Regions from separate parts of the Sus scrofa genome. Here all the other regions are linked to region 3. The links are chromatin contacts, called in public Hi-C and HiChIP or PLAC-seq maps. All regions are on one chromosome and are shown on one strand. The core of a region is the stretch at or near the end of the contact, and the rest is flanking DNA. Distances in the headings are between cores, read along the strand shown. Region 1 has its middle 550 kb from the start of CITED2. Region 2 has its middle 590 kb from the start of CITED2. Region 3 holds the start of CITED2 (cbp/p300-interacting transactivator 2). Region 4 has its middle 620 kb from the start of CITED2.

What was found. A called contact is a pair of places that touch in the nucleus more often than the background predicts. HiChIP or PLAC-seq counts read pairs in DNA pulled down with a chosen protein or histone mark.
Region 1: a contact with region 3 is called in a Hi-C map of liver, with 5 times the contacts expected there. The contact joins the enhancer-like site here to the promoter of CITED2 in region 3. A contact is called at or near these places in 1 of 5 promoter capture datasets (liver), 28 of 47 Hi-C or Micro-C datasets (alveolar macrophages, blood, embryonic fibroblasts and 11 more) and 2 of 2 datasets of contacts at active chromatin or transcription factors (alveolar macrophages and skeletal muscle).
Region 2: a contact with region 3 is called in an H3K27ac HiChIP or PLAC-seq map of alveolar macrophages. The contact joins the enhancer-like site here to the promoter of CITED2 in region 3. A contact is called at or near these places in 4 of 47 Hi-C or Micro-C datasets (embryonic fibroblasts, heart right ventricle, liver and 1 more) and 2 of 2 datasets of contacts at active chromatin or transcription factors (alveolar macrophages and skeletal muscle).
Region 4: a contact with region 3 is called in a Hi-C map of liver, with 10 times the contacts expected there. The contact joins the enhancer-like site here to the promoter of CITED2 in region 3. A contact is called at or near these places in 13 of 47 Hi-C or Micro-C datasets (alveolar macrophages, embryonic fibroblasts, heart right ventricle and 6 more) and 2 of 2 datasets of contacts at active chromatin or transcription factors (alveolar macrophages and skeletal muscle).

What each region holds. Positions count from the first base shown.
Region 1 is chr1:24,604,093-24,611,370 of Sscrofa11.1, forward strand. No RefSeq gene overlaps it. Among named protein-coding and RNA genes, the nearest start is that of CITED2, 550 kb to the right of the region's middle. Within about 2 kb of position 2,154, at least 12 of the 83 cell types and tissues checked have an H3K27ac peak or open chromatin away from gene starts, as enhancers often do. A contact at or near this core is called in alveolar macrophages and liver, where this site is marked.
Region 2 is chr1:24,561,303-24,567,930 of Sscrofa11.1, forward strand. No RefSeq gene overlaps it. Among named protein-coding and RNA genes, the nearest start is that of CITED2, 590 kb to the right of the region's middle. Within about 2 kb of position 1,804, at least 7 of the 83 cell types and tissues checked have an H3K27ac peak or open chromatin away from gene starts, as enhancers often do. A contact at or near this core is called in alveolar macrophages, where this site is marked.
Region 3 is chr1:25,150,381-25,158,092 of Sscrofa11.1, forward strand. CITED2 (cbp/p300-interacting transactivator 2) reads left to right here and starts at 5,272. Exons shown (of 2, transcript XM_001925774.5): 1 at 5,272-5,528; 2 at 5,991-7,712. The coding sequence starts at 5,999. The coding sequence ends at 6,820.
Region 4 is chr1:24,527,085-24,534,669 of Sscrofa11.1, forward strand. No RefSeq gene overlaps it. Among named protein-coding and RNA genes, the nearest start is that of CITED2, 620 kb to the right of the region's middle. Within about 2 kb of position 3,582, at least 28 of the 83 cell types and tissues checked have an H3K27ac peak or open chromatin away from gene starts, as enhancers often do. A contact at or near this core is called in embryonic fibroblasts, liver, mesenteric adipose tissue and 4 more, where this site is marked.

The DNA.
Region 1 (7,278 bases), core at 904-3,403, 550 kb before region 3:
ATAGAAAACTCCTATGTTATAAATTTCTTGCTGAATTTGATGAAAGTTTTCAAAAGCTGAACACAGTAGTATCTTAATAGAGGGATTTGAGAGATTTTATTCCTATTGACTAATTCTTAATCAAGAATCAAGTACCACTAAACTTGAAAATAAGAACATCTTCAGAATGTCTTATTCTGCTACCAATCACGTTAAGAATGATTCCTGTGTTTTATCCTGGCAACTTTTGGTTCTATGTAATTGTGAATAATCAAAGTGACTGGAATAAAACATTTTAAAATGATGAGTATTTATAATTAACAGGTTATAAAAGAAAATCATGGACTTGGAGATAAGACTTGTGGTTGCCAAGGGGGAGGGGAAGGAAGGGGATGGATTGGGAGCTTGGGGTTAATAGATGCCAGCTATTGCTTTTGGAATGGATTAGCAATGAGATCCTGCTGTGTAGCACTGAGAACTATGTCTAGTCACTTATGATGGATCATTATAATGGGAGAAAAAAGAACATACACATATATGTGTAACTGGGTCACCATGCTATACAGTAGAAAAAAAAATTGTATTGGGGAAATAAAAGTTAAAAAAACATGGATATTCCTAGATTCATGAATCAACAAATAAAAACAACTTTAGTGTTACTTCCAATGTTTAATGCCCTTTTTCCTTAGCATCCTTGTACCTAGGAAAAGGGTACAGTCATAAAATAATTGCTGAAAGTGATGCTGCATTTTTTTGAAGACAAAGAGACAGGTACCTAGAGTGTAACATTGGCCATTCAGCCTACACATTTAAATTATTCATATCATTGAATGTAGAAATGCAAAGGTTGAAGATAAATATGAAAACAGCTGAGGGAAGAGCAAACCTTCTAAAAAAGTATGAGAGACAGAAATATTGTAACAAACATCCTTAGGTCTAGATCACGGGATTATCAAGTCTTTAAATGAAAGGAACCTCCATTATGCATCTAGTTTTCCCACTGCTATCAAATTCCTTTCAGAGAGCTATGAGCTTCAGTTTACACAGTTTCAATGATTGAGAATCCACTGCTTCACAAGGGAAGTTGAATTCATTTTTTAAGAGCTCTAGCTATTTCAAACTTGTTATTTAATCTGCCTCACTAAAAATTCTACTTTCAGATCTGAGTTCTACCCTCTAAAGTTAAACAGAAATCCACTCGACACATCATCCCTTCAAGTATACAAAAATAATCATCATGTCTGCTCTGTCTTCACTTCTTCATTTCTACAAGGGAAATGTCCTCCATTCATACAATATTCCCTACAGGGCTTGGCCTTCAACTCATTCCATCATCTTGATGGCCCTTTTGTCATTGTCCTCTGGAAGGAAAGAATCCACCTGTGATTTAGTAAGACTGAGTTCAATAAAAAGAAATACACGAACATGTCCACTGATTCATCTGTTTATTCAACCCGGTATTTTAGGATTACTAGTGTACAAAGGATATCCGTTGGCTGAAAAACCACAGAAGATGTCCTCAAGGAAATCTGCTTATATCACTAGCAGACTTGACATAGTAGCTGAAGATAATTTCAGGTATCTAAGAACAAAGATCACCCTCACCTCTGCCACTTCACCATGAAAGTACATGCTTTTTAAGAGTATAGGAGGTACTCTGATATTGGGAGCAAATCTATAGACCCAGATTACATAGATGCTGTTCATCAAGTTTGGTGGCACTCTGGACCCCAAGCTTCCCCACACATATGTGTACACAGATCCAAATGAAAGAAATTACTATTAATTACGTCTATACCAGTATTATCTTTTCGAACCAGATTCTAAATAGTCTCACCAGTGGAAAAGAAAGTCTTTAACAATAAGACTTTTTTCCCTCACCACAAGGTGTGGCACCCTACAAGACAGCCAAGGGAAGAAAAGAATCCATGAGCTTCACAAAAATCCCAATATTTCTCTACTGAATGTTGAAACGTCAGAAGGCAAGGTGTATGTTTTTTTCATTGTTATTATTTGCATGTGTGTTTGACTTTGGAAGCCACAGGTCCATGAGATGGGGCAATGGGGATAGGTAGCTCTGAACAACCAGTAGACATCCCTTGGCTGGACACAAGACTCTAGATGGCAGCATGTCACTGAATAGGGTAAAGAGCTAGTAAGGAAGCTGACTCATGTTGAGCACCAAAATAGGTAGTGATGGTTGTCGCAATCACAATTGTGTACACAGAGCTTAGCACTGCTTACCTAACCAGGAGAACAATCAGTGACCATGGCCATAGCAAACATTCACAGCTGTACTCCCCTGGCCCCAGTGTTAATTAAGCACATGAGAGTCCCCACAGGGCTATCGAATCTCATGAACTTGAGTAAGTGGGAAGATGTCAGAGCTAAGAGTTGACTAGAACATTTGGAGAATCTCATATGGGAAAAAAATTTTTTTTTCCCATTCTTGGGATCTAAATGCCATCCGGCTCTCCTAGATGTGCACACGTACAAATGTACACATAAAACTACAAGATATCACCTTTACAAACTGCTGTGCCCTCATTGGGATGCTAAAGAGGCATTTAACCAAAACATAACAAATGGAATGAGACCAAAGTTTATCCCAGGGACAGATGGAAAACACAGCTCTCCCAAAGACTTTGGGAATATTTTATTAGATTGATATAGGAATTCGACTGGATGATGGTGAATGAATACTAGTAAAAAAATAGTGCAAATCCTTTTTATAATTTTTCATGGTCCCTACTTCTTTTATTAACCTCATATGTCATTTTCTATTTTTCAAAATCACTTCACATTGTAAGCTCATTTAGTTTTGGTCAACTAAAATTCCAAGATAGATTTCACATGAATTATTTTCTAGACATGTCTCTTCTCTCTTATAATATGGAATTAACAGCATGAACCTAACCCAAATGCAGGTCTCAACTTGATTCCTGTTAAATTTTACTTGTTAGTTTTGGTCCATTATTTGAGCCTATTGAAATAATTTTTCATCTTGATTCTCTCATCCATTATATTATCTCTCATTCTCATCACTGTATAAATTAGTTGATAAGTAATATCTTTTATCCTTGAGGTCCAAATGGGCCAATAACAAATAGAAAATGTTACTTAAGAAGTGATTTTATCCAGCCTATTGACTTTTGAGTATAATCCATTTGCCTATTTCAGGTTTAATGAATGTACAGGTTATGAACTGAGGCTTTGTCTAAAGACTAATAATACATGTAGCTTTGGGGGCAAAGCATCATTAACCATGGTTTGTAGGATGATCATTAATCAAATACCCTTATTTACTTGTATTTTTATTAATGCACTTAACTTTTTTATTATTTATTTTATTATCCTTTCCATTCTTCTATAAGACACTCTCTCAAATGTTTAATAGTTTAGTTCATTGAGGGGAAGAGAGAAGAGAACTAAATAAGATATATGATTCCTCCACTGGATCCGGAACTTGGTCTGCCATATTATACTTGATATCCTTCCTCCCCACAATCCCATGCATAATGTTTTACTCTAATATTTTTTATAGATGAGGAAGTTGAGATTCTAAAAAAAAAAAAATGAGCATTGACTAAAAGCATAGAGTTGGTAAGTAGTGAGTCTGTGGCACAAAACTGGATTGATCTGCTTTTGCCTATCTTGCTTTCCACGGGGGTATACTCATCCCATTTAGCAAGTACCCTCTGATGATTTGTTTTAAGACACTATGCAGAGAACACTCAGAATGCAAATGTGAAAAACACAGCAGAAATAAAAATAGTAAGGATTAGACAGGTATAAGACTGTCTGGAGTACATGATGAATGGGATTGGCAGCAGGAAAGACACAAACATTATGCTTGGAAAAAGAAGAAAAGGAAAGCTACATTTTACTGAGAAAGCTGTGTTTATCTCCTGCCACTCCTTTCATCTGGACTTGCATCCCTGATTGCCTGGATCATTCTAGCTTCTCCTCCTTCCTTTGCCCTACTGTAGACAACTATCCAGTAAAGGAAAATAGAACATTTTGGAATCAAGCAAACCCAGATCTGAAATCTGTTTGAGTATCTTTCCAGTGACATTAGGCATGTTGCTTTACCTTCTAAGCCTCAGTTTTCTTTTGGGAAAATAGTCACAGTAACATCTAAACACAAAATTGTCATAATACATTATACATGTCACATTGGCCCAAAGTACGTGTTCAGGAAAAGACTTTTTCATCCTCTTGTTCTCTCTCAAAATAATTTTCTTTGGAAAATTATTACGTATTATGTATTATTATGTATTATGCATAATTTCTGGGTTTGGCTATTGTGTTTCATTTCTTTATTTACAGCCATTCATTACTCCTTTTGCCTTTCTTGCCATATACCATTTTCCTGTGCCAGATTAATAAATTCCTCCCTAATCCAGCCTTTCCTTCCTATGCACACTCACATCCACAAGTCAGTATCAATCAGACCAAGATCACCACTGACTTACGCATACACTTCACCTTCATCCCAGTGTCAGGACTTTTGACCACATTTTCTTCCCTTTTCCCTCTACTTATTCATCACACAAATCTTGTTCAGCATCTAAGACTCAGCTTTGGTCCCACCATAGTTACAATTACCTACTCCCACATTTATCGATTTATTCTTCCTCCTGTGAGTGCTTACAGTGATTAGTGTTTGAGGAAAAGAATTTATCACTTCATTTTCAGCTCTTCTCCCAGACTCCCTTTCCCTTTGGACCCTACAGCTAAGCCTTCCAACTTATCCTGTCCCAATTCTCAGGCCAATCTGGAGGTGAGATCTACAGGCCTGCAGGTATCATGCAGACTAAGACTGGACTGTTCTTCTTGCAACTTGGTCCAACACAATACCCCTCAGGCCCAGGCCACCAAACCTAGGTTTCTGCCTTGTTTCCTAAGTCTATTCAATGACATCGCAAGGTTCACCCTAGATATCAGTGTATTTCCAATTTATCTGTTCTTTTGTTCCTGAATGTTGGTTTAATGCACAGAACTTGATGATGGCCTTGTCTCTCAAATAATCCCAGCATCCAAAGCCTGCTTAGACCCACCTGCCTCATGCATACACTGCTCTCTCATTGATTTATTTGCTGCTCTTGCCAGTTATGGGCTCCCCCAATATAATAATAATAATAATAATAATAATAATAATAATAATAATAATACTCTCTGATGAGTGATCACCTTGTTTTAGGCACTGTTTTAAATCTTTACATGTCTTATCTCCTTTAACTTTAAATCAATTCTGTGATGTTTATTAAAATGAAAACAGAAGCCATAAAGGATAAACTTCCCCAGGTCATATGGCTAGTAAGTGATTGATCCAAGATAGGCTACAAAGCAAGGAATACTGTCTCCGCAGCCTGCCCTCTTAACAGTACTCCAGAGTTGAAGGTTGTGCCACTTCACACCCATCCACGAATCCCTAAAAGGTGGTCCATATTGTCAGGCTGCACTGAAGACATGATCATAACCTAATTTACCATTACTCCGTGCTTCATTTTGCCCAACTGAAAATTCTTAAAACCAAACTTGGGCCTCATACATCAGCTCTACCATTCAAGTTGGCCCCTACTACAGGGTTAGTCCCCAGTGTCTGGCAAGCCCAGCTGGACAGATCCTGTGGCAGAGTCCAGCTGTCTTCTGTCTCATGCCATGAAAAGGGCAAAGTCTTAATTTGAATGTAAGTTCCCTGATATCAAATAGTGTGCAATCTAAGTGGCATGTCATCTTAGCTTTGCCACAAATAATACAGAATATGTGTGATATGTGAGCCTGTACACACACACACACACACACACACACGCACATACAGACACACACTGACATAAACCTCTTGGGAGCAATGTCTAAAGTTTTCAATTTATTTTAGGAGATTTTTGGGAGAAAAATATTTCTGAAATGAAGAACACACAAAGCAGGAGAAAAGAAAATGGAAGCTATGATAAGGAGATTCAATGCATGACCTCTCTAAGAGTGAATTTAAGTAGGAACATTGGCGTCACCTTATTGGCTGCATAATTCTGGATAACTGAACCTCAGTGTTCTCAGGTGTAAATTGGGAATAATAATTTAGACCAATGAAGTGGGAAGGATATAAAAGACAGTGCGTATGAAAACACTTGCTACCTGTAAATTGCTATATAAATTCTTACATTGAAACTGCTCAATTTTTTTGCACTTTGAACAACCTACTGAAAATATTACCTCATATTCCACAAACTTAAATAACTGCAGACATATAGCCTGGATCTACACATACAAAGTAAAATGCCCTAGTGCATAAAGGTTAGAGCCTTTGTAAATACTTTAAAGTTTATGGGGGATGGGGGGAGAAATACTTGGTGAATTATTCTCTTTGTTTTGCATGTATAGAGTCGAGCATGGTCTTACCTCTCCCAGCTCAGGTTCTCAGCAGTTCTTAAACAGCGTTCTTCCTGAGTGGGCAGTCACCTGAGAAAAGTGCTCTTGGTTACATTTCTATCCATAGGCTAAACTGACAAGAGTCTCTCATCAAGTCCCTTCATTTCACTGCATAGAAATTCACTATATTAGACAACATATTCAAAACTTCAAGCAAAAACAGTGTTTGTGTTTCTTTATTTTAAAATATCCACATTAATTTCCTTTATTTTTTTTGTTTTCCTATTAGTGACAGAATGATGCCTAATACCTGAAATAGCTCTACTCTGATTACTAGAATAACTTGCTATTTCTATCTCATATAGGTCTAGGATTCCATCTTGAGTCTGGGAATAACTCTAAGATGGGCTATATAAGCATAAAGAGTTGTCATCATTTGCTTCAAAACTTCATTTGAAAATGTTTTAAATCTTAGAAAATCAGAGATGTGTCAGCAAAACCTAAATTTGGAATGGCATCTGAAAATCACAAGATCAGAGAACTCTTTAAAAAAGACACTGAAAACAGGATTGTTCAGAGATGGATGTGTTCTGAATATGGTAAGAGGCTGCAGCAAAGGGCCTTGATGATGAAGCTGCAGAAACATGAAATGCCAGAACAGCTTTTTGCTTTCACAGAACGGGTTAGAATTACAGGAGAACATAGGCAAGGAATTGTAATCTTGTTTGGTGTTCGAGAGTATGAAGTAAATAAAAATGAACAGCCCTGGTTTTATGTTCTAAACAATTCTACAGGAAAAATAAAACGGCTGAATTAAAAATGATAACAAATTATTTGTTTGATTCATAACACTTTTATTTGAGACTGTTGCTTAAGAAAGATTGCTTTAATTGCCACTTAGGAAAATAGATATTAATGATTTGGGAA
Region 2 (6,628 bases), core at 554-3,053, 590 kb before region 3:
AGACTAAGTTTCAATTGCAAAAGAGCAGTGGCGAATTTTAGTATGTCCTACAGCAAATGCCTGAAGGTTTGTTTTTACCCTTTTACCCTCCTGGTAATATGAAGAAAGCACTAGTCAAGTTATCACCTAGCTCTGGAATTAATATGTGAGTAGATTCTATGCCTTAGTTGCTAATGCCCTGAGGTAACGTATAAAATTACAAAACAGGTCTACAGCCTGGAATACTGGGCAAACTTAACTTTGGGATTTTGTGAAGTAATGAGACTTTTGGAGCATTAGATAGACATGTTTGTCCTCAAAACTGAGACACTTTCATACATTTAATACTTATTTTTAAATACATATTTTCCAAGCATTCTAATACACATTTTTCTTTTAAAATCATTTAGATGCCTGAGTAAAAGGATCTAGAAACACAACTGTGTCTTCTATTGAGTCAAAGTAAGAGTAGGTTTCTTCCTCATAAATACAGTACAGGAATAGTGACTTTCATTTTGTGGACCAGTTGGAGAAAACTGAGCTATGAAGACAGTCTAGAGCAGAGGTCAGCAAATTACAGCTCATGGGCCAAAGCCAGCTCACCACCTGTTTTTGTAAATAAAGTGTTACCAATTGAAACATAGACATGTCCATTTGTTTAGGTATTGTCTATGGTTTGCTTCCATGCCAAAATGACAAAGCTGAATAATTGTGATGGACATGTATGGGACCCAAAATCAACAATATTTACTTTCTGGCCTTTTACAAGACAAGTCGGTCAACTCTTGGTCTAGAACACAACTCTAACAATATTATGAAGGTCGATATCTGTGGTCTTCCACAAATTTTCATTTGTTAACAATCCTTGGACAGTGGATAGAGTTTAAATTTAACCAAACTGGTTATTTTTATATTTTTAAATATTAGGAATTATTTTAATTTTTGCTGTCTTCAATGTTTGATACCTATTGGAAGCATATTTAATTCTCTATCACATGATATGATTTCAAATAAGTTTCTGAAAACTACTATCTTAGTCATCATTTCTCTTCAGAACTCTCTTTAAATACATTTACAAATATACACAAAATGGAAAATAGGCAGCTAAAGCAGGACTTTGACAGGAAATGCATTATTGTGATAGTTAAGTGTAAGAGAAAGGAAAAGACAAGAAGGAAATATACAGGAACAGACTTTAGATTTGCAGGAGATTTGTAAGAGATCATACATATATACACACACACACACATATATATATATATATATATATATGGATAGATAGATTTGATCTTTCTAACAATAATTCAATATAAATAACTGAAAATTACATGTCTATTAATGTTTTTAGGTGAATACTTTCAAAGCCTTACTTCATACCGCAGAGGCTGATAAGATCAAGTTAGGCATGAAATTGCTTATTTGGAATCTGTTTTTCTTACAGAGGGTCAAAGGATTCTTAAATTACAAAAAAAAAAAAAAAAAAAAAATCATTCCCTCATACTCTCTTCCAGCCACAACTAGGAGCAACATTAAAAAAAAAAAAAAAAAAAAAAGAGGCAAAACCATCTTTCAAATTTTTACTTGTCCTTGCAAAGTGTCCTGGTTTAGATGGTTATTGAGCAACATTGTCTATTCTTAATCCAAAAGACACTGCAAAGCAAAATAAAAGTAATAAATAGAGATTAAGGCTAAACCCACTACATAGAGTTGGTTAAGTCATAAAAAGACTTTCACAACATTTCTGACTCCATGTCTGTGTTCTCCTAAAATAGAAGCTGTTCTTTGGGCAAAAGAGTCCTCACACTGACCTTGAACAATGATTCAGAGACCAACTGGGTGACTCAAGGATTAAACTGCATAATCATTTATTCAAGGAACACACTCTGTATTGCATCCAGCATCAGCATTGCACTATGCACTAAAGGTTCAAAGTCACCAAGCCTCTTTCAGGAGCCTGCCTTCATGGAGCTTACATTTTAGTGTTAAAGGGAGACAGGTTAATCTGGGAAAGAGTGGAGAGTGCTATACTCTAATGGAGTTCAAAGCCATGACTCCCACACACAAAGGAAATGAACATGTGTTAGTCAATCAATTAATGAGTCAGGTGTTATAACCAGATCAAAGGGAATTTCAGAAACAAGATACACAGAGACAATCTCAGAACAAAATTGATTAGTAGATACAAAACTGATTCGTGTCAAACAGGCCTTTGGAGGTAACTTGGCAGAAATTATTTGCATCTCTAGTATGTAAAAAGCCATACATGAATGTGTAACTTCACAAAATCTTGGATTTTTAATTAATAATGAACAACAAGTACATTCCTAAGTACATTGCACTAGCTCGCACTTGGATGGGCTTTGCTCCCAATTTTTTCCCGATTTCTAATCTTTAGATCTTTTCTGAGGCACAGAGGAGAATACTTTCATCAATTGGGGTCAAGATGGGGAAAAGGCAAGCCTGGCAATGTCTGAGCAGAGATTTTGAAGGTAAGTGGGGGAAACACTACATAAGGATGGGCACACAGGCATTCTCAGAAACGGAAAATTTGTGACAACTTTATGTCCATTCCTATGCTAGTCTATGCAATCTGCCCACAGACTGGTAAATCACAAAACCACTCTGGAAAAAGGTAGAAAACACAGAAGCTTCTTCCTTAGAATGCAGTATACACTTGCCAGCATTTGATAGGCATGGATTAGAAGAATAAACTCGGGTGGCATTATCCAGAAGCTGAGGAAAGACCAGAATGCCGCCAGAAGGCTGAGGGCCTGCCCCATTTTGGACCATGAGCTTAGAGGAAGCAAAGAAAGAGAAAGAAGGAGGAAAAAAAAAAAAAAAAAAAAAAAACCGAAAAAACAAAACAAAACAAAACAAAAACCCAACCCTGTAATAGTCTATTTACTAACCACATGTGCTGCTTGTCTGAATCAGTTTGTGGTCTCTCACATACTCTATTTAGAATTCTGTACATCTGGGTGTATTTTTTCTAGTGTTTCCTATCATATCAGTGACAGAATTGCCAACACAGAGGTATCCATAAATTATACTGCAGTCTAGTAGTTTCTAGTGTCTGGAAAGCTTGGAACAAAAGACTCAAATGCAAATGTGAGCTGCTTAATTCAGTGAGTATTTGTGATGTTACCCAGGTGCCAATGACATCTTTTTGACCAGCTCAGAGGCACCAGGGAGCAACCCAACATACATTTTTAATGTGCTCAGCTGTGACAGTCTATATACACACAAGACCTTAAGGCCTTAAAGCCATCCTCTTGGAAACCGCTGTACTTTTAGGGACCCAGAAGAAACGGTTTAATTAATCTTCTTTTTCAGGGTAGCTTTTTTTGATATAAATTATGTACACTGAAAACCTGCCAATTATAGCAAATTAAGGGACTTGGCAAGTGCTTCCCTTGGAGGCAGATGGTAAATAATATCCAGATTCTGACTTGAAATAAGACCAGAGATTAGCTGGTGCAGAATGTAAAAGCAATCCAGATATAAGAAATAAACAAATTTAATGTGAGCTCAAGAGGAAGGTTTTGGTTTAGGATGACTATAGTGATGTGACTAAAACGGATGACTCATTATCATGACACATGTTTTCATGAGATGAGACTGTCCTTAGAGCTTCTTTCTGTGATTCTTTAATGAACAATCATGTATTGTGTTAGCATCTGGGATGTGACCCAGATGCCTCGGTTTCCTTACCTGTGCAATGAGCCTAGTGTAGGTTGGTGAGAATTCTGAAAGACATCATCGTATTACATGCTTAGCACAGTATTTGGCAGATAGTTAGCACTCAAAAATTTTAGATTTTTTTGTTCCTGTTGTTACAATATGGCTACCAAAATAAATAACTCCCACATACCCTTACCGTTACCTTTTTCCCCACCATAATAGCTCTGTAACACTTATGAGTGCTGACTATTGCCAGGGACTCTTCCATCATTTTTATTTGATAGATAAGGAATGGCAATATCAGAGGGTTCAAGCACCATGCCTTTGTCACACAGGTAGTAAGTGATGGGCCCTGGACTTTGTTACCTTGACACTCTATTGTCATTCAAAGACTAACAGCCCCTTGAAACCCAGGGAGACCCTGAAACATAAAGTCTTTAGTTGATGTTTCCTTAAAAATTTTATAAGGTCTCTGTGTAGATCAAAGTTGAGGTGATCTTCTGAGGCTAAGGCAAGACAGCAAAAAGTTGGTTCTCTGCTCACCCTTATTTTATTTTATTTTATTTTATTTTATTTTATTTTATTTTATTTTATTTTATTTTTTTAAGGGGTACAACTGCAGCATATGGAATTTCGCAGGCTAGGGGTCGAATCAGAGCCACAGCAAAGCTGAATCCCAGGCATGTCTGTGACCTACACCACAGCTCACGGCAAGGCCAGATCCCGGATCCACTGAGCAAGCCCAGGGATTGAACCCGAATCCTCATGGATACTAGTTGGAGTCATTTCAGGAACTCTCTCTGATCACCTTTTAACTCATCTAAACTCAGTTTTTTTCTGGTTTGAGCTGCTACAGTAAGGAAGATTTTCAGCTTATGGTATGGTCTGAATGTTTGTCCCACCTCCATCCCCAGTGTTTATTTGTTGAAATCCTAACTCCCAAAGGTGATTGTATTAGGAGCTGGTGGCCTTTGGAGGTGATTAGGTCATGAGGACTCAGCCCCCGCCTTAAGAATGGGATTAGAGGCTTTAAAAAAAAAGGCATCCCACAGAGTTCCCTAGCCCCTTCCACCAAGTGAGATTACTGCAAAAAAAGATAGCTATTTCTGGGGAAGCAGGCTCTCATTAGACACTGAATCTGCCAGTGCTTTGATATTGGACTTCCCAATCTCCAGAACAATGAGAAATACATTTCTGTTGTTTATAAGCCATCCAGTCTATACTGTTTTGTTTTATCAGTCCAAATAGGGTAAAACAGCTATTTGCCTATAACTAGATTTTTTTTCATTAATTCACCATAAAAATCATTTAGAAAAATTAATAGGCTCAGTTAACAAGACATACTTTGGAAAAACAAACAAACAAACGGTCTGGGAAAAGTGGGATGAGGAAAGAGGCACAACACCAGTTAGAAGAGGTCAATCTGCAGAGCCATCAGGGCAAAGCTCTCAGTATCTGCTCATAACAGGGCTGCCCCAATCCCTGCAACTCTCAGGAAACACCCCTAATATCAGCCAATCTGAGCACTGGAATCTTCCCAGAGTCTGAAGTTACAGATAGGACAAACTCAAGTGCATGTTTGTCATGTAATTCATGTTCCCCTAGGTTGCTAAAATTAAGGCATGACTCAATCATCATACACCATTACAGCTATTCTCAAATCTGTAAGTGATGCAGTACACAGGACTGATGCAAAGCTTACCCCAATTAGCTTCTGCAAACACTCTTCCTGCAACAGGGCTGTGTTTCCTAGGAACATTCAATCTAATTACAAGGCTTGATTCTCCCGCAGGGTCTGCCTGGCCGGATGATTTCATTTTACTTTTAGGCTAACCTTTGCCATCAGTGATGTCACCAGAGTGTTCCATCTCATGAAAGGCTCCTAGGAACACACTAAAAGGTTAATTTGTTTGGTATTTGGCTAAGAGGATTCTCTACTGGAGGGGCCTTGTTTTGCTGTAGGCAGGTAATGTACAAAGCAGGAGTCTTCAGAAGACGGCAATTTGCACCCAGCCAGCACCAACATAGCTGTATGCACTAACTACCCAGGAACCACTCAGATGGAAAATCACTGCTGAGAAAGAAGTCAGTGGATCCTTTCTACAATTCAGATTATTCACTCAAGAAGACTTTGCATATTTCCTAATGTTTTTCCCTCTCAAAAAACAAGAGCTACAAAGCTCACTAGAAAATATAACCAGTTATGCTACAAAGACACCCAAATTATGTTCAACCATATAAAACATTAGAAAAATTAAAGGGGAAAAAAAAAAAAAAAAACAAGGAATTCAAATGTAGAAATTTCATCATTATCATTCCCAAACTTGAAAAGTAGTTACTCCCTATGGAGCTGCTTGCCATCACCTCCTTGCCGCATCCCTAGTGGGCATGGTCCTTGTTGTAACCTGACTATAGGCATCTGTAGAGCTCGTCCTACTAAGGGAACCAGTGCTGACAATGAGGGTGAGAACCAAGCCATGGCAACCAGTTGAGAAACTTAAAATCATGACAACCTCACATTTTTATAAGGTACACAATGAGAAATAACTTACTTTACTAATTTTCTTCACTGACTAATATCATTCAAAATAAAGATTCTGATATTAACTTTATCTTAAATCCTTAACTTTATCTTAAGCCTTTGTATTCCGTTTATATACTAGGGCTTCCCACAACACCCTTCTCTGCTTTTCAATAGCATGGTCTAAATCATTATTTTTGTTTAATTAAATAAAACCTCATCTCCTCTCTATCTACAACATTTCAATTTCTATTATTTCACAGAATAATGGAAAAACCTTTACAACATAATGAGAGAATTTGAAGCATGTTATGAAATCAGCATATGAAAGCAGCAAATGAAAAAGTATAGGACTTTTACAACAAAGAATAACATGGCCCATGATCAAATTTGGCAAAACAATAAACCATATGGACAGACTGCACACAGACTTAAACAATACACCGT
Region 3 (7,712 bases), core at 4,022-6,521:
GACAGAGATCAGATCCAATGCCATAGCTGCAGCAATGCCAGATCCTTAATCCACTGTGCCACAGTGGAAACTTCTATACTTTATTAATTAGAACCAAATCCATAGGTTTAAAAATTATATAAATATCTTACTTTGACACACAGACAAATAAGACTTTATTCAACTTGCAGATAACACAAGGCTGCATATAAGGCTTCTGCCTCTGTACTAATCATGTGTCCTCATCCTGACACTAAAGTCCATCTGCAGTTTCCGGATCTGGATCCACTGACAGTTGCTACCCCAAATTATTCCACAGACCAGTAAAATAGCATTTTCCACCCTGTGAAGAGGAAAAACAAGTGAAGGAAAAAGAAAGGCAGAAATAGGGATTGATATCACACTTCATGTTCAAATAGAAGCCCCTGCCTTGTTATGGTGGCCAAGGGGATGGTGGAACAAAGTGGCAGCAGTGTTCTTTTCACCAGCTGAGATCTAGAGTCAAGGTCTTGGAAGGAAGAGAAGAAGAGAAAGTGCCCAACAGTGGCTGTCTCTGACTGATTCTTTCTCTCCCTTTCCCCCAATCTCAGAGAAGATGGCCATGGGGTTGGGGGAGGGGGTTGTGTTTGTTTGTTTGCTTGTTTGAGTCTCTCAGAGATTCAAAATCCTCCTTTCTGAAGTGATGAAAGGAACCAATCCCTACTTGTTCAGGTGAGGATTAGGTAAGATCATTTAGGTTAAGTACAAAAAAAAAACTAGTATTAGATCCCACAATGCCCCCTAGCCTCATCCCTGCCCACCATTCAGGTATAAACTCTTTCATATAGTTTTTGAAGCTAGACCCTTCAGGCAGCCTTTATTCAACTCAAAGTCTGTTGACGCTCAAGGCTCACCTCTAAAAGCTCTGTTTCAATCAAAACTTCACATCAATGGGACCTTCCTCTATACTCAGCAGCCAGTGATTCCTGGATGAGCCATCCTCCCAAACAGACCAGTTTCACTCAAGTCCAAGACAGGCCACAATGCAGACGGGGGTGAGCTGCTGTTCTCCTTTACACTAGATTTTTCTACTGCCAGCCTTGAAAGTAACCCTCTCTAGAAAAAATCTCTCCTGACCCCCCTCCCCCTACAAGAGCCCTTTTTTTGGATTCCCTTAGAACTTCTGCTATATTCCATTCATTAACTCACTCATTAATCTAATCAGTAAAGGCATGTTTTAGACACTGAATATTCAAACAAACAGGCAAGGTTTCTGCTCTTTTGGAGCTGCCATTCTAAGGGAGAAGACAGTAAAAATTCAATACACAATATGTCATGTGTGGGTAAGTGCTAGGAAGAAAAATGAAACAGTGTAAGAAACAAAAAGGGATATTATTGCTAATTAGGTAAGATAGTCAGGAAGGCCTAGTTGAGGTGTTGTCTGAGTAGAAACAGGAAGAAATAAAATTGTGGGCCAGCAGATTTGGGAAGAGAGTTTCAGGCAGTACCTTTCTTCCATAACAACAGAGGTCTCGTTTTATTAGGTTTTTCCACCACTATTACAGGTTGAATTGTGTCCCACCAAAAATGTGGAATCCTAACCCCCATGACCTCACAATGTGACTTTATTTAGAGATAGGGTCTTTACGGAGGTAATCAAGCTTAAATGAGGTCATTAGAATGGGCCCTAATCCAATATAATTGGTGTCCTTATAAAAAGGGGAAGAGTTCCTCTTGTGGTGCAGTGAGTTAAGGCTCTGACTACAGTGGCTCTGGTGGCTGCAAAGGCATGGGTTTGATCCCATGGGTTAAGGATCCAGTGTTGGCCACAGCTACAATTCAATACTTTTGACTTGGATTTGATCCCTGGCCTGGGAACTTGCGTATGCCACAAGTGTGGCCAAAAAAGAAAAAAAAAATTTAAAAATAAAAAAGGTAAATTTGAAGAGTAGGGGGAGGGAGTTGGGTGGTTGGGGAGCTTGGGGTTAATAGATACAAACTATTGCCTTTGGAATGGATTAGCAATAAGATCGTGTTGTGTAGCACTGGGAACTATGTCTAGTCATTTACGATGGAGCATGATAATGTGCGAAAACAGAATGTGTATATGTATGTGTAACTGGGTCACCATGCTGTACAGTAGAAAAAATAAACTGTATTGGGGAAATAACTATAAAAAAAAAAGGTAAATTTGGACACAGAGATACACACAGGTGAAAATGCCATGTAAGGATTAAGGCAGAGAGATCAGAGTGATGCATATACAAGCCACAAAATACTAAAGCTAGCCGGCAAACCAACAAATCTAGAAGAGGCGTATGGAACAGATTTGCCCTCACAGCCCTCAGAGAAAACCCTGCCAACACCTTGAGCTTGGACTTCTAGACTCCAGAACCGTGAGACAATAAATTTTTGTTGTTTAAGTCTGAGTGGTATAAACAAAGTTTGTGGTACTTTGTGATGGCAACCCTAGGAAACCAATACAACCATCTAGCACCAACAGGACCACACACAGATCACTGCCTTTCCTGGATTCCCAGGATAAACCCCTGGTTACACTGGGCTTTGCATACCTCTGGTTGACTGACAGCCCCCTAACTGGACTCCCTGTTTCCAGTCTTACTTTCTTAATCCATTCTCCACAATACTGTCCTGATCTCTCTAAAATGAAAGTTTGATCCTCTCACTAGTTCACAAGCCTTCTCTCACATCTCATTATCTTCAGGATACAATCCAAATTTCTCAGGCTGGGGACCACAGGTTCCAGTCTGCTTACCTCTCCACAACTTATATCTCTCACCTCTGTCCCCTCCTGGGACAGCCTACTTCTACCCATCCTCAAGGCTCAACTTATCACCACCTACATTGGGAACCCTTCTCAAGGCCAGAAGACTAGGTTAGGTGTCCTTTCAGTGTACTCCCAGAAGTCGTTGTGTTTAATGCTGCTGTGGCACTTATCAGAGTGTGTCCAAGGCTTGTTTGTCCATCTCCACTTTCTGACCATGAGTTGTTCTCTCAGTTCTCTCCAGGAGCTAGCAAAAGTGCCTGGCACTTGGTAAATATTCACTGTATGAATAAATGAACAAAGCATACATACCATGTTCTAACCAGCTAGTCCCAGAATGATTTTTTTTTCCCCTCTAACGGGTGGGGAATGAGGAGTTGACCTTTCAAGGGATTTCCCAATAGAAATGGCATCCATTGGAGCAGGATGGAGCTGCACCTTTCCTTAATGGTTGCAACAGGAATTTAGATCAGCCATTCAAGAGCTGGTCCTTGTTTTGCAAGACACTGCAGTACAAGGAAGAGAAGAAAACAATCTATCTGGCAATTTTTGAGTCTGGGATTGACCAACATTTTCAAGTCTCTTTTTTGACAGGAAGTGTCAGGTCTCTTCCAAGCCTCTGATTCTGTAACTGCAAAACCATGACCTACAGGTAAAACTGACCAGTAGACAAATTATGGGATTGTTGCAACCAAAACTGCAGTGTATTCTGTGCCTGAGTCTCTAAAATGTAAATATTTTTGAGGTTTAAAAATTATTGCACTCATGGTTATAAATCCTGGAGAGTTTGGAAAAGGAAAGAAGAAGAGAGAAAGGCAATAACAATGTTTAAATACATATATTAAATATTACATACTTACATAACTAGAGAAAGACAGAGGGCTAATAGATTCAAATAATCAGGTTTTTCTCTCTTTTGCAAATTCTTGAAAGGGGAAATATATCAGAATTTCCAGTCCTCTAGAAATAGGGCCTTAAAAAGTCCTGTGAGCAAGAAGGGAGGGGAAAAAAGGGTGGTAGTGGGGGGGGGACTTGCTCTTCACAGCAGGAAGTCTTCAATGGCTATCGAGTTATGAAGAAACAACTCTGAACAGAAGTCCTTATTCGGAGCGCTAAACTCGCTTTTACCACATAAAGAGCAATATAAAAGCTCGGAGCAGCCTCATCGTGGTGTTGGGGAAACAACTCGGCTTCCCCATTTGAGAAAGCAAGAGAGCTCTGACTGGGTAGTGGCCCAGACCGGTGTTAGGGCTTTTATTTGCAAGTCAATGAGCCAAATGGACGACCAGGCTAGTTGTGCCGCGTTCTGGGAAGCAAGGTTATTATTATCACCTATTGCCCCACTGAGAAATTTCACTGGAAAGGAATAGTCCCAGCAGTGTGTATGCTCGCGGTGCCATACGGGACGTGCAGCTACGTGCCCACCTCCAGAACGACTTTATTTACAAAGCGATTACCATGTTATCTATCTGTTTTCCTTTTCCAGCAACAGCAGCCTTACTCAGCCCTCGAATTTCTTAATTACAAACCCGTTCACTTCTAAAGCAACCCCAAACCGTCTGGCAGAACCCAGAGGGAGGCTGTGCAAGTTTGCACACACCCCCATCTCCCGGATCAAGGGCAACAGCAGAAGCAAGAAACTGTATGTGCAAAAAGGTGGATCTAGGGACGAGGATCGCTGAGTTTGTTTACAGAGGAGAGACGCCTCAGCTCGGATGCCAAAGCTACCAAGAGCTGCAAACGCAAACTTAGCAGAAGCACACGTACCCGGGAGCGGCGAGTGGGCCCCAAAACGCGGACAGGATTCCCGGCCGCTGGAGCGGAGGCAGCCGAGCGCTAGCGCGCTCAGTCCACCTGCAGCTGCAGCGGGCTGCCGGTCCCCGCCCCCAGCCTCTGTCCTTGAGGCGGGGGAGCGGGGGGGGGGGGGGGGGGGAGATTCACCTACACGCAGAATATCTAGATCAGGTCACCTAATGCCCAAATAGAAACACAAAGGCAAAACCCAGGAAAGCGTGCACAGGGGAGGGGACATTCTTTGCCTAGGGCTTAAAAACGCACTGGGGTAAACACAACCATTCTTTGCAGCCTGGGTAAGCTTTGGTAAGCTCAGGGAGGCAAAAAGGCACTATGGACGGCGTGGGCGCTGCATTGAATCCCCTTTTCCAGTAAAAAGCAGCTCAGATCGGTAGGTGAGCTGGGGGTTGGGGAATCCGGCCAGAGGGGGGCGATGAGTTTTCCTCGCTTCTTTCCGGACAGGCGCTACCTCTAGGCTGAGAGTCAAGGGAAGATTTTTTTCTCTGTGCCGGGGGCCGCCGTGCTGGCTCAGTGTTTGTGGAGGAAACCAGGATCCGGGGGCCGCGGGGCGGTGCCTGGGACCGCAGCCTCTGCGCACGTGCCTCCGGCCGAGGGGGAACTCGGTTGCCAGACCCAGTCCGGGGTGCTCAAAGTGCCGGAATCCGCATTTTCCCTCCGCCCCCCCGGGAGGCTCTCGCTCCGCCCTTTCTGAAATCCCTTATATTGACTGTGGCCAAAGCCCTAAGAAACACAGCTCATTGTTGGCAGCTGCCGGGCGGTCTAGCGATCTAGCGAGCTGTGAGGCAGCAGAGGGGAAATAAAAGGGAACGGCTCCGGTCCTGCCCCAGCAGCCGCTGCAAGACCTCGGCGCAGACTTCGAGACAGCGAGCGCCTTGCACACCGGAAAGGCCACCTCTATGTGCTGCTGAGCCGGTCCTGGACCCAACGATCCCGCCCTCGGTCTTCAGAGCAGAAATCGCAAGGACGGAAGGTAAGCGCGGCGAGAGAAGCTGGCTGGGGCTTCTGCCAACCCAGTCCGACGAGGGCTGGGTTTGCCCGGAGGAAGAGCGTGAGGCGGAGCTGGGGAATAACAACAGGATGTGCAACAACAGGATGAGGAGGGCTGATTTAATGCCTGAAGTTCGCGGCAGGGCTACGGGGCACTTCCTTTATTAGGCGACATCGGGGAGCAAAGGGGGGTGTGGGCTTGGGTCCCCCCGCCCGATCGCAGGGGAAAGGGATGTTTGTGCAGCGCGCGGCTCTGTTGTAGATGGCAGGTCTGTCTTGGTGGTGAACCCGGGTGCACAGGCTCCTGGTGGGATCCTCGGGATGATCGCAACCGAAGTGTGTCTAGGGAGTCTTGGGAGGGGGGCAAAGGCGAGAAAAGGTGGGCTGCGCTGTGGTGGGCGACACGTGTGGCTACGGTCTTAGCGTCTGCTTTTTTCACTTTCAGGACTGGAAATGGCAGACCATATGATGGCCATGAACCACGGGCGCTTCCCCGACGGCACCAATGGGCTGCACCACCACCCTGCCCACCGCATGGGTATGGGGCAGTTCCCAAGCCCCCATCACCACCAGCAGCAGCAGCCCCAACACACCTTTAACGCCCTAATGGGCGAGCACATACACTACGGCGCGGGCAACATGAATGCCACAAGCGGCATCAGGCACGCGATGGGGCCGGGGACTGTGAACGGAGGGCACCCCCCGAGCGCGCTGGCCCCCGCGGCCAGGTTTAACAACTCCCAGTTCATGGCCCCCCCCGTGGCCAGTCAGGGAGGCTCCCTGCCGGCCAGCATGCAGCTGCAGAAGCTCAACAACCAGTATTTCAACCATCACCCCTACCCCCACAACCACTACATGCCGGATTTGCACCCTGCTGCAGGCCACCAGATGAACGGGACAAACCAGCACTTCCGAGATTGCAACCCCAAGCACAGCAGCGGCAGCAGCACCCCCGGCGGCTCCGGCGGCAGCAGCACCCCCGGCGGCTCCGCGGGCACTTCTGGCGGCGGCGCGGGCAGCAGCAATAGCGGCGGCGGCAGCGGCAGCGGCAGCAGCAGCAACATGCCCGCCTCTGTGGCCCACGTCCCTGCTGCAATGCTGCCGCCCAATGTCATAGACACTGATTTCATCGACGAGGAAGTGCTTATGTCCTTAGTGATAGAAATGGGTTTGGACCGCATCAAGGAGCTGCCTGAACTCTGGCTGGGGCAAAACGAGTTTGATTTTATGACGGACTTCGTGTGCAAACAGCAGCCCAGTAGAGTAAGCTGTTGACTCGATCAAAATCTCGGAGAAAGAAATCAAATCCCCCAACTTCTTCGGCGTGAATTAAAAAACATTCCCTTAGACACAGTATCTCACTTTTCAGATCGTGAAAGGTTTGAGAACTTGGAAACAAAGTAAACTATAAACTTGTACAAATTGGTTTTAAAAATTGCTGCCACTTTTTTTTTTTTTCTGTTTTCGTTTCGTTTTTGTAGCCTTGACACTCACCTCCCTTATGTAGTTGAAATATCTAGCTAACTTGGTCTTTTTTGTTGTTTGTTTTTACTCCTTATTTCCTCACTTTCTCCAGTGCTGAACTGTTAGATATTAATCTTGGCAAACTGCTTAATCTTGTGGATTTTGTAGATGGTTTCAAATGACTGAACTGTATTCAGATTTATGAGGGAAAGGAAAAATTGCATTAGTTGGTTGCATGAACTTTGAAGGGCAGATATTACTGCACAAACTCTGCCATCTCACTTCATTTTTTTAACTATGCATTTGAGTACAGACGAATTTTTTAAAATATGCTAAACTGGAAGATTAAACAGATGTGGGCCAAACCGTTCTGAATCAGGAAAAGTCATACTGTTCACTTTCAAGGTGGCTGTCCCCCTCCCCCATATGTACAGACAATAATAGGGTGTGGAATGTCGTCAGTGGCAAACATTTCACAAATTTTTATTTTGTTTCTGTCTTCAACATTTTTGACACTGTGCTAATAGTTATATTCAGTACATGAAAAGATACTACTGTGTTGAAAGCTTTTTAGGAAATTTTGACAGTATTTTTGTACAAAACATTTTTTTGAAAAAATACTTGTTAATTTATTCTATTTTAATTTGCCAATGTCAATAAAAAGTTAAGAAATACTTGTTTTCTAGAAGTCATTTGGGGGTGG
Region 4 (7,585 bases), core at 2,332-4,831, 620 kb before region 3:
GACATAAGTCTTTCTTGGCACCACATATGGTCTTATCAACTTTATTTATTTTTCTAATCTTCCATTTTTAAAATTTTTTTTATTTCCCAAATACATTATTTTTTTTCTACTGTACAGCATGATGACCCAAATCTAATATACAGCCAAATGAAACTTTCCACAGAAAAGAAAATCATGGGCTTGGAGAATCAACTTTATTTTAATTTGTTCTGGGTAAGAAATGTTTTAATAAAAATTCAAAGGTGAATAAAGTGTATTGATCTTGGAGCTGGATGGAAAACTAGATATTAAGCTCTTTATTGTATGCGCTACTCAGTGTTCCCATACACACCTCTCTTTTGCTATTCCACCCTCATAAACAAAAATCACATTGTGATCTGGAAAGAGCATATGAGGGCTTTACTTCCTAGCTGTATGGATCTTAGGCTCCACTGAGCCACAATTTACAAACAGGATAAACTGGATATTGATACCTATTTCAGAGCTGCTGTGAGAAGTAAATAACTATCAAACAAAATGTGTACAACACGCATAGACACTAAAATTTTCCTTATCCCCAAATCTTCCTCAAAAATGGTATTATCTGTAATACCTTTTAGCTCTTTGAGCTTCAGAAATTATATTTTATTCCTGCTTCTTGTCCAATCTCCTCCATCTTTAATTCCTCCTGAATACTAAGCAAGTGCAACAACCAATGGTGTGAAATAACTTTAGAAAGAACCCACAAACAAATATGTAACTTTAGGTTGATAAATTAAGATGTGGTAAGTTTTATAAAATGGGTCAAAGTATTCAATACTGTAACCTGAATAAATCTAAGAGATACACAGTCCAATCCCTGGTTTTGCAGAAGAGAAAATTGCAACTAGAGAAGTTAATTGACTTACTCAAGGGCACAGAGTTGCCATATTTCTTTGAATGCAAAGTACACACTGCACACTTCAAACAATTATATTTTTAAATTTCCTTTCTATGTTGTATTTGGGGAAAAAAGCAGTAAAAAACAATCCATTTTTAGGCATAATCCACATAGTCAAAGATAATTATGTTTATATTTGTGGGGTTCTGTACGTAATGGCATGGTTTTATCTTTACAGCAATTCCAAAAGCCACTGTACTTTTTAGTTTGTTCTTCTCAGTGTACCTTTCTCCATAAAACAGACACCCATGCAGGTGCAGTCTTATTTACTTTTCTACCATAATGTGGTATTTACTTTATTTTAATTTTTTTAAATTATTTAATTTTTTCTGGGTAAGAAATGTTTAATAAAAATTCAAAGGTTAATGAAATGTATTGATATTGGAATTATGTGATGAAGACCCTAGAACATATCTGCATTTAACATCTGCATTTAACTGGATACTAAATCTGAATTTACAAACTTTTAGAAAGAGCTCATCCTGATACCATTAGAGAAAGAGCCACCAGAATAGATATTAAAACATCTTAAGGAAATTTGAATGGAAGCAAGCCTTGCAGGAAAATCCCCTAAAGTTAAACCAAATCTTTTATAAAAGTGGAATGCAATTTCAGAAGATGAAAACAGCATCTATAATAAGTAAGCAAAATTCAGGCAGAGATTGGGGAAAAAAGACAATTCTCAATACTTCTTCCTAAATAAATCTCTCTCAGCTTCCCCAAAAGGAGACCCACTCTTCCCTAAGGGATCAAGGGCATCACTTGACAATTCCTTCTTTATAGCAATTTCCTGATGAGCTTGATGGAGAGTTCATAGGTTACCACCACTTCCTCAAATAACTGTATTATGGTGACAAAGAAATATTGGCAGTATTTCCCAAGAAAGAGAAAATTTGTGAAATGTTCTCTATGTCAAAATATTGTACTTATTACAATATTAAAACAGAGTTTAATGACAAATAATATGCCCTGCTGAAACATCTCTGGCTGAAATACAGTTATATGCATATCTTGATCCTAGTTCACCAACTTAGCACATTTTTAATATCATTTGTGAAAAGAAAATAAACTGAAAGAGAAAACATATATGGGAAACTAAGATATGTTACTCATGTAAGAATATAATTTGGTCTGTTTTATGAACATTAGGTATGATATTTAACTGGTCTTCAGAATAACTGCATATCAAACCATCTAAACCTGATGATAAATGTCTTGTTCAAATAATGATTCTCCACATAGTTCAATGGCCTTTTGCCCAAACTGACTCCTGTGAGGAAAAGGGAAGCTCTGAGTTTAGAGGAGGAACCTGACATACAAAGCAAAATAAAAATCAGTTACAAGCCTTTTAAAATGTATGTTTCCCCTAAATTCATTATTTCACCTTTTGGATAACAGCTCTATTTTTTTTTTTCACCTTGAAAAGAAATCCACACAGAGTTTTTATTTAGTCTCTGTGACTTGATAACTTGCGTGATTGGTTGGTCTATTTCTCTTTCCTTCTGATGGTTGTTCATTAAGTCATAAAATACTACTATAGTTGTTGTATTGAAGTAGTCAAGTGAAATAGAATATTGTTTCTCTCTTAAACGTTATTTTCTGCCAACACAGCACACTTGTCAAAGGCACTGAATATTTCAGAAATAGGCATCACATAAATATATAAATAACTAGATAAATAACTGCCAAAACACTGTACATTATTTGGAGATAAATGTGAGCGTGCTGCAAAATGCAAGATTAATACTTAACATCTTTTAGACAATGTTTTTAAGCTAAGAAGTAGGTATCATTAAGATGAGATTCTAGAACAGAATTTTATAATATTTAAAAGTTCTTATTGTTCAATGAGTATTTTCTTTCTTGCTTTTTTTTTTTTCCTTTTAGGGCTGTGTCTGTGGCATATGGAAATTCCTAGGCTAGGGGCTGAATCAGAGCTACAGCTGCTGGCCTACACCACAACCACAGGAACACCAGATCCCAACCCACTGAGCAGGCCAGGGATCAAACCCATATCCTCATGGATATTAGTCAGATTCGTTTCCGCTGAGCCACAACAGAACTCCCAGTGAGTATTTTCTAATAGCTAAGTAAAAATATAGCATGATCCAACTCTGTAAAAAGACTGAATGATTAAATAATTATAAAAATCAAAGACCCCTCTGTTCATGTTAGGAAGCATTTTGAGCTGCACTGTAAATAAGGGCTGGAAAGAACATCTTCAACTCAAGAAGCAATTAAGACCAATGCAGCATCGTTTTTGGAAAGCTAAAATGATTATGAGCTTGAATATGAAAATTATAATGCCCAGTTCTCTCAGACAAATGTTGTAGATACCATAAATTAGACACCTATGGTTGAGAAAAAGAAGATCAAACAAATATTGTGGGCCTTGAATCATGACAAGTCAATGCAATAGTGTGTTTTATTTTGGAGGGCAATTCCATATGTTAGTAGGCCAGATCTGTCAGGTCCACTGGCAGGCCATCCTGCTGTGCTTATCCTGAGTGTAACACACATCATGCAGGGATTTGGATGTAGAGAAACCAGGGATACTTCCACTATGTGTCATGATCATGAGAAGGGCAGAGCCTGGCTGCTGTTGACAGTCAGGGATAGTATGAGCTGGCTTTCTGGAATGGTAGCAGCAGAAAATTCAGTCAACATATTTTGACCTTCAGAGTTATTCAGGCACATTCTGATCTCACCAAATGGGCTGATAAGGGTGAAGTACAAACTTGGCGTCCAACAGCTGTTTCCAAACAACCAATTGGAGGCGGGGCAAAAGATTGCTTTTTTCTGTTTTTAGATACAGTCTGTGCCTTTCAAGGCTAAGACTTCAACAGCAATTTTTCCATTGCATAAAACACAAAGAGCTATCCTTTTAAATGTATCAGCACACAGCAAGGCAATGAAAAAAAAAAAAAAAGGAAGGAAAAGAAAGAAAGAATAACTTAAATGCTATGGGGTGAAACCAACCAGGATCTGAGGCCAAAGCACTATGTGAACATTAGATTATGCAGTTGATTCAATTCAAATTCAAGTCAAGCTGGTTCAATGTTTCACTTAAAATCTTTTGTCCTTTTTTGCTTGTTCCTTATCATGAAATCTGATCTATTTGTAGGTTTAATGCAGGGGACAGGGAAAAGGCTGACCTAACCTTAGTATTATAGGGGATTGCACTAAATGTGGGAGTGAGAGCAATAATTCCACAGCTTCCTACTTGGAAATGGGCCCAGCTTGAAGAAATAAAAATAGAAGTGTCTGAATGCAACTAAAAAGCTCAGCCACATGGAATTAAAATGCCAGTTCCCTTCAGCCTTTCTTTTTCTTTTTCCCCAGTCATCAGAATTTCAGAGCCTACAAATTAAAAGGCTCCTGCAGTCAGTATCTTTTTTGGTTACCCATCGCTTGAAGTGACATTGATCCAATATGACTGCGTATCTAGTATGCAGTATACTATATGTACATATACTGCATATACAACATACAATAGCTTAAACCCTATTATTCTCATTTCTTCTAAACAACGATCAGGTTTAAAATGTAAATAAATATATAAATATGCCTAAGGGGCACTTAAACTCCAGGATAGTAATTAGTTAGCAGATGGTCATCCTTATGATTCCAGAATGTACTTATATTAACTTTCTTTACTTTCTAAATAAACACAACACTTCAAATTGAAAAAGGAAAAAAAAAATTCCTAATGTTTTACCAATCTCTGGTTCTAATTTGCCCAAGGGCTGCATTTAGCATATTTTCAGTATCATATATTCAAAGTAGAAGAACTGGAAACAAAAAACAGATTTAGGAAACTAAGAGTTACCATTCGCATGCAGGAGATGATAATTTGGTGTATCCCATGATCACTACATACCTTAATTGTTTTTATGAATACGTCCATGTTTTAACTGATGTCTTCTGAATAATAGATATATCTTGATCCTTTCAGAAAAAAATGAACTTCTCTTTCTCTCCAGCATATGCTAGTGTGTTTTGCCTGAACAGGATGTCTTTGAAATTAAGGGGCATTCTTTGCTTAAAAGAGGTATTTAGGGTGCAAGGAGGAATGAGAATCTGACCCAGGCCATTTTAAACCCATGTTTATCTAGCCTTCATCATTTTCTCCTTTAACATATGAATATAGTTTCCAAAACCACAAACCTCACAAGTGTTTAGATCCCAGACTTGTAAACAGGTTTGATTTCCTTTTATTGAGCGTCTTCCTTCCTCATCCCTTATTGCATTCAGCTGGCTCTAATTCCTTTTCATGTACTTAAAGAAATGAAATATTTTGTCTGAATTAAGAATAATCATGTGTTTGAGAAGATCAATCATGAAACAACAGAAAAGTGAATTGTTTTCAATGGATCTGTTTACAGTGACTGAGCAACTAGGGTTTAGATGAATAAATAAAAAGGCCAGTAATTTTATTGAGTTATATTGTTCAATTTCAATTGTGTCTCTTAACATAAACAGCTCAGTGATTGATGTATTATTGAATATTTGAGGAGTGTGTCTGTAATGAATATGTTTATGAATGACCCTCTGAAAGTAAATCAATGTTAGAAAGAGACCTTTGTTGATTTGTTAGAGTTTAGATGATTGCAAATTAAACTTTAAAATGTCCAGATTTTAACACTGAGTGCTTTCATATTTAAAAGGGGAAATACAAGTACTAGAAAAGCAAAAGAGCCAATGATTTATAGAAAAAAGAAAGAAAAAAGAATTCTTATTAACCTTTCTCAGCATCCAAGGTCATTATTTGGAACCATCCTTAAGAACATCATCACATCATCATGACCTAGCCAAATAAATTAGTGTCTTTACCCAAACATGTTTTTCTTTTAAAATTATGCAATTATTAACAGTCAGTAAATCCACTTACTATTCTATACAATGGATCAACTCTCTCTGTGAAAAACACCACTCTTCACAAGCTACTGAACTGAATTTTCTCTTGAGCTTCATAGATGTCCAATCTAAATTGATTGACAAGGCTAGGACTCAACATCTTTTTTTATGGATATCCAATTGCAGAATCCCTTACATCTTCTTCCTTTTATCTTTTATAAAATTCATGATTTCCTTGAATTGCTCTATTTCTCCAAAGCCTGTGACTTGATCCAACACACTAATAAATCCTGGATGTGTATTTTCCATCATCCATGGAACAGCTGCTTATAAACCCCACACATAAATGGGATGCTTCCATAATAACCAAGTTGGGGAATGCCTGGAAAATTCAACCGACTGTTATCCTCAATCATGAGGATGTAAAATCTGTTGCTACAGCTCAGGGTTGGACTAGGATGTCTCTAGGACAAAGTGCTGGAATGTGATCTCTCTTTTGGTGATATCTCTCTTCCTCTTCACCTCTCTCTAATGTTATCTCTTCCCAGATTCTGTACTTAATCTCTTTTCTTTCTGTATATCCACATATTCAAAAATATCATCCAATCATATGTATACAACTCCTAAATTGGTAACTCAATACTAAATTTTCTCAAGCTATTTCTATCTTATGTTTTCAGCTGCCTGCTACTTTTCCCACTAATCAACATTTTTTAATGCCAGTTATTTTTCCTGACTTCTCTGTTTCTATAAATTTGCAAAAATTCTCCTAGTTGGCTCAAAACGCAGAAGTGGCTTTTCTATTTCCTTTCTCTACCTACTACCATTACATTTACATTTTATCCCACAATCTGTAGAGTCTTTTTATATTTACATGAGTTTTGGGTTTGTTGTTGTTGTTGTTGTTGTTGTTGTTGCTGTTGTTGTTTGTTTTGCTTTCTAGGGCCACACTCACAGCATATATAAATTCCGAGACTAGGGGTCGAATCAGAGCTGTAGATGCCAGCCTACACCATAGCCACATCAATGTGAGATCCGAGCTGCATCTGAGACTTACACCGAAGCTCATAGCAACACTGGTTTGTTTACCCACTGAGCAAGGCCAAGGATAGAACCTGCATCCTCATGGATACTAGTCAGATTTGTTCCTGCTGCGCCACAATGGGAACTCCCTATTTCCATGTCATTATTTCATTGTGAGAATAAACATGTGAAGTATGGAAGAAATAATGGCACAGGAGCTTGCTAATCAGAGTCAGGTTCATGGACCAGTAGTATGGGTATCCCCTGGAAACTTTTTTCTAAGAAAATGAAGAAATTCAGTCCCCATTCCAGACCAGCTAAATCAGAATCTACATTCTAATAAGATTGTAAGTAATGCTACATATACTATTTTTAGCATTGTCCTAAGAAATGTAATAACTTTGCTTAAGCGACAACAGTCAAGTAAGTGGCTGAACCAAAATTGAGAACAACATATTCTAACTTCAAGTCCCAAACCTTAATGCATTGCTATTCAAAATGTGGCCCTCAGAACAGCAGCATCAGCATCATGACGGAAATTTCTCACAATGCAAATTACTGGGTTTTACCTTAGATCACTAAATTTCTGGATGTGGGACTAAGGAGTCAGTGCAATTACAAATTCTCCGAATGATTCTTACACATGTCATAGTGTGAGAAGAACTACTCATATAATATATGCCTCCTAAGTTCAATTATGTGTCTCTTGTCTTTTCATCCTGCCCTATTTTTTTTTTTTTTTTTTTTTTTTTTTAGGGCCAAATGTGTGGTATATGGAATTTCCCA